Regions from separate parts of the Mus musculus genome. Here region 2 is linked to region 1. Evidence: chromatin contacts called from public promoter capture Hi-C data. All regions are on one chromosome and are shown on one strand. The core of a region is the stretch at or near the end of the contact, and the rest is flanking DNA. Distances in the headings are between cores, read along the strand shown.

What was found. Promoter capture Hi-C pulls out the DNA fragments that hold promoters and counts their contacts.
Region 2: a promoter capture Hi-C map of liver shows a contact between it and region 1. A contact is called at or near these places in 11 of 39 promoter capture datasets (the 3T3-L1 cell line, 3T3-L1-derived adipocytes, cranial neural crest and 6 more), 12 of 484 Hi-C or Micro-C datasets (the BV-2 cell line, brown adipocytes, cerebral cortex and 4 more), 7 of 130 datasets of targeted methods (cardiomyocytes, embryonic stem cells, hepatocytes and 2 more) and 2 of 9 other capture datasets (liver and pancreatic islet).

Annotation. Positions count from the first base shown.
Region 1 is chr19:36,645,056-36,647,755 of GRCm38.p6, forward strand. Hectd2os (Hectd2, opposite strand) reads right to left here. Exons shown (of 5, transcript NR_033510.1): 3 at 629-710. Among named protein-coding and RNA genes, the nearest start is that of Hectd2os, 43 kb to the right of the region's middle.
Region 2 is chr19:36,735,155-36,737,854 of GRCm38.p6, forward strand. Ppp1r3c (protein phosphatase 1, regulatory subunit 3C) reads right to left here and starts at 1,450. Exons shown (of 2, transcript NM_016854.2): 1 at 1,399-1,450. The coding sequence starts at 1,412.

The DNA.
Region 1 (2,700 bases), core at 71-2,570:
CAAAATCCCCATTTAACTAATAGGGATTGATCCAGGAACAATCTTCGGTGGCTGAGCGGTTTTGGAGAAACTTTAGAAATGGTGCTTTCAAGTTGGCAATGTCTGAACCCACTGATTCATCACAAAAAAACAAAAAAAAAACAAAAAAAAAAACAGAACAAGGAGACACTAGGTGCCTCCTGATGTAGCTCACCACTACTTTTGAAGTATTCTTTTAAAAGTATCAAGATCCTGGATCTAATGGACCATTTTCCAGGAAATAAAGTGGATAGAGGAAAAGTGAACCCTGTGAAGAACAATTATGAAAGTTGAGGAGGCAGAGAAAAGTCTAGGATAAATGATTCATAGACTAGATCAGAGATTAAGGAAACAAACATAGATTAAAAGCAAATTACGTAAAATATAAAGTAAACACTTGGTGAACTTTGGATTCTGATCTGAAAAGCAGCTGTAAAGAGTAATTGAGCGTCCTGGTGCTGATAAACTCTTGGCAAGAGTATGTGTGTCAAAGGATGCTTCCCTTCTCTGTAGAAGCCAGGGGACACAGGGAGCAGGGGGCCAAAGCCCCAGTCCCTCCTCACTGGTGGCAACATCAGGGTGCTGTGCAATCAATACTGTCTTCACTCACCTGCAAATCCTCGCTCTAGGGTGACGCCACCATTCTCTGCCGGACCGCAGGGGGAAAAGTGAGGCTTGGAGGACACTCAGTACTGAAGCATCCAGAATTACAAAGTAAAAAGAAAGGGGAAGTTAGAATGTGACTAGGATATAGTAACACTTATGAATTATTAAGTATGTATATTTGATAATAGCATTGCCTAGAGGTGGGTTTTTAGTTCTCATTTTAATGTTTAAGTTCCTTTCAGCTTCATGTAAAAACTGAAAAGCATTTATGGGTGCAAAAAAATATGCTATCTGGGCTTTGACTTTAAAATGCTCAAGAAATGCACACAAACACCCATGCATGCGAGTGTGTGCACAAATACACACAAACAAGAACACGTGCATGCACACATCCTCCACCCAATAGCTTCCCAGGAGTGTTCTACCAACCGTTTCATTTAACAGAACAACTATTACAATCATTAAGTGCCCCAGGGTGTTCACCAGCAAGCTTCTAAGGCAAGGATTACCCTTACCCATTTGACTACTGAGTAACAAAGACATGAAAGCTCTTCCCCAAGATCACACAACTGAAAATGGTAAGGACAAACTGGAATCTAAGCCGTGCCTTTCCTAGAGCACCATATATGGTGCTTGTACATAGCATCTTGTGTGCTGTACACACAGTGCAGCCTGCAGGAATGTTCACAGGGCCTATCTGAACCATTATGCAAGCCTTCCATAAACAAATAAGCAAACAGATGAATCTGTGATCAGAGAGTGATGAGTTCTTACTAGTTTCGCCCTCAGCAGATCGGCTTCCTAAATCCCACCTTGTTTAAACCAGGCTGGATACTGAGCAGCTATGTGCTCCAAGACTCCACTGACTACATCCATGCAATCACCACTGGCTACATCCCAGCAGTCACCACTGGCTACATTCCAGAAATCACCACTGGCTCTGCTTTATGGCTTGGGAACAGTTCAACTATTAAATCTGCCTCAGAGGAAATGAAGTGACATTGGCCGGGTTCCTTCTTATCCTGGTTTCATCTAAGAGGACCAAGAGGACCCGTGGTCAATGGAAACCTAAAGGGAAAAGCCACCCATGTCGCACACAGGATGTGGAAGTCAGAGGACCCCCCCTACCCAGAGTCACGTGGAGTGCTGTTGATGGAGACAATTAGAAAGGTTTTGAGTCAGGATACCAGCATACACCAGACACACTAATTCTTCAATCAGGTATGTTCATCAGAACAAGATACCTGTGGACGTGGGTAGGGCTTTTGTTTCTTACAACCATAGACTTCCAACTCATTCCAAGGATGATAGTTTTTATCACAAAACAGAAATATAAGTCATAATGGTCCTTCCTGGGAATGTTATTCAAATCCCTCCCCCAATGCTATGAGGCGAGAGACTACAGCACCTTGAGTGGAGCCAGGGCAATTTAAAACCTACAGGGTGAGCATTATATAGCTAAAGATGAAAGTGAACTCCCGATCCCCCTGCTCCTGCCTCCCAAGACTCGAGATTAGGCACCATCACATCAGACTAGGATAAAGAATTAAAAAAAAACATTCCAGGTGTGCTGGTGTATGCCTTTAATCCTAGCACTTGAGAGCCAGAGGCAGGAGGGTTTCTGTGAGTTTGAGGACAGCCAGGACTAGGCAGAGATACACTGTATTAGAAAAACAGAAAACAAACAAACCAAAAAAAGTCAAGAAATGTGCAAAGAAAGGAAACAAATTAGTAATGTATTAATAAAAACTCTAGAAACTAAATCTAAGTTAAAAGGAAATACTGGATAGGAAACTACTTAACAATGTTATCGGTTGTGTATAAACTAAAGATACATTCTGAGCGCTAAGGGCTCTCAACCCCACTTCTATCCCCCACCCCTCCATCTCCTTTTAGAAAGAACAAAACTGTATCGAAGAAAAAGACTGCTATGGGCTGTTTCAGGATAAAATCCAGAGGGGAAAGAGAGACCCTGCATTATATATATAAATTCCCATTTTTCCCCAAGAGTACATTGCGTCTCTGTTGAGTATGTCTCTAGATGGAACAGTCTCACTCTACACAGCAAGCTTAACC
Region 2 (2,700 bases), core at 200-2,699, 90 kb after region 1:
GGGAATAGCTACCTGCAGGGATAACAGACTTGTTCATTCTGACCAGTAATAACCACTTTACTATAGCTCTGTCTTGTAGCCTGCAGTGTACATTATATATACACAACATAAAGTAGTTTTAAAAACTGATAACCAGAAAATGAGCTGTTTTAAAATACACTGAAGATATATGAATTTATAAATACTGAAAACTACAAAGGAAAACACTAAGATGTTCATTATCTTTGACTGATGGAATTATAGCATCTACTGGTTTGGGCTTCTATGATGTTTCCTGTTGTTGAGCAGGTCCTATTTACAAGTAGGAAGGCAATAACAATAGTTTGCATCAAACAAAGAACCATCCATCAAGACTTTTCTGGCCTTTCTTTCCCTTGAACCACACTATAATTCCACACTTACAGAATTAGGTTTTTCCTCTCCAATGTCAGCCTTATAAATCAAAGAAACATGAAATACAGTAGGTGCCATTTTGGAGTCTGGGGCTTTATTAATTATTTATTCTTTAACAGTTTATATATGTATATAACATATTTTGATCATAAATATAGTCTGGCTTGAAGAATTCTCTTCATACCAGTGCTAAGCACAGCACCCTGTATATGGTCATCATCACAAAGTGGCCTGTAAAGAATGTATACTGAACTCACTTTAATAGCTCTAGGGTTTTTCTGAGAGGATTACAAACTTCCAGCAACAAAACCTCAAAGTCTATTTGTCTCACAACCATTAAGAGGCAGGATTTGGGGAGGGAGAATTCTTGGACTAAGTTACAACTGGAGATGCAACATTTCGTGAGATGGTCTTGGTTGCCTGGTTGATGGAGCTGTTGTTCGTTTTTTATTGGTTGAGCTGTTCTTGTTTTTCTTTTTGTTTTAGTTTTTTTGGTTTTTTTCCTTTTTTACTCCTGCATTTATAGAAAGTTTTAGTAGTGGGCTATTTCCCTGGAATTCTAAGTCCTGGCCAAGAGTTAAAAATAATAGCTTGCTCAAACTCTAAGACTGCATTTTCTATGACAAACCAGGAGAGGGGAAGTGGGGAAAGAAGAAATGCAAAATCCTCTACCTTTTGCCACAGGCTAAACTACCTCATCAATAAAACTAAGCTGCACCCAAGTGTTTGGGTCTTTGAGCTCAAAGGCAACAGAGTCACTTCAGCAAAGGAATCCCAGCTAAAACTGACTCACTAAGGCAGTTTCTACTGTGAGATGTAGATTCCCAAAACAGGCGCTAAGAAATACAACTCAAATTCCATCCCTTCAAAGCCTCCGGGACGATTCAACTCAGCCATCAACCTGGGAGTCTCCCATCTGCAGAGAAGACAAAACCACAAAAGCCCCCAAAGTCCCCGCAGCTGCAGGCTCCCCTCCATTCGGGCGCAGAGTTGCACTGAACCTACCTGGTGCAGCTCATTGGACCGAGAGGCAGCGGCGACCGCGACAACCGCACCCTGAGCAACTTCGCACTCAGTACTTAAGAGGATGCAGCGCCGCGGTCCAGCCGGCCGACTGACCGCAGGCAACCGGGAGGCAGCTTATCAAAGCCAGATCACGTGAACCGGTCCCTCCGACCAATCAAAGGCCGTGCGCCCTGACCAACCACTGTGCAGCTGGGGCACGAGCCCCTGCCCCTGGAACGTGATCACCGCGGGGCTGGATGTGACCAGAGCGTGCTGGAAGGCGGCCGTAGAGTCCCTGAGCCCTGGGCCAGCGGGATCCAGCCGTGTTCCCGGAGCCTGGCGTGCAGCACGTAGCTCACGGCTCGCAGCTGGCCTTCTGCAGCTTGTGCGAGCCTGGCGGGGTCTTCTATGGAAACGCGTAGGTCTGTGCAGAGTTGAATCTGAGCTCAGAAAGTTGTGGCTCCGCCCGGTGTCTGTGTTATTTGAAATGCTTGTGATGCTCCTTGCTTTGTGTCCAAGCACCTTGGCCCAAGCAAAGAGAAGTTGGCTGGCTCTTCTTCCTCCACAAATAAAGTCACACAGCCACTCAAATGTTAAGAAAACACGTGAGCCCATGAAACGAAGTGGCCGTGTGTGTGTGTGTGTGTGTGTGTGTGTGTGTGTGTGTTTCCCTCTGAAGACAGAGGCAGAGAGGGCCAGTCTGTACAGCCTAGCGAGACTCTGCCTCTGAATAAGCAAATGGAGACTATGTGCTGACCTATTCAGTTCTCTGCTTGGGAGAGAGAACTATAGGCCAACATGAAGTTACTGTCCTTGCTCATTGTCACCAATTGCAGCAGACAGCCCAAATCCCTAGACTGAGTTATGACATCCTTAGGCAGAGGTCAAAATCACAGTTGATTTCATGCCCTACCCACCCAGCGGCTTTCGCTGAGATTTCTTTCTTTTCTTCTGTGCACATAACCAACACAAAGCAAAACTAAAATAAATATTTTTTAAAGAAACGTCTACTGAACATCACAGAGGAAAAAACTTGATAATTGGACTTTTAAAAACTAAAAAGTTCGACCGGGTGTGGTGGTGCATGCCTTTAATCCCAGCACTCTGAAGGCAAGAGTCTGGAGGATCTCTGTGAGTTCGAAGCCAGCCTGATCTACAGGATGAGTTTCAGTAGTTACACAGAGAAACCCTGTTGGGGGGAGAGAGAGCAAGGCGCGCGCACGCGCAGGGGCGGGGGGAGGCATATCTGTTAATCAAATATAAAATTGTTTTCTTCTTTTGTTTTTTGTTCTTCCCCCTTTC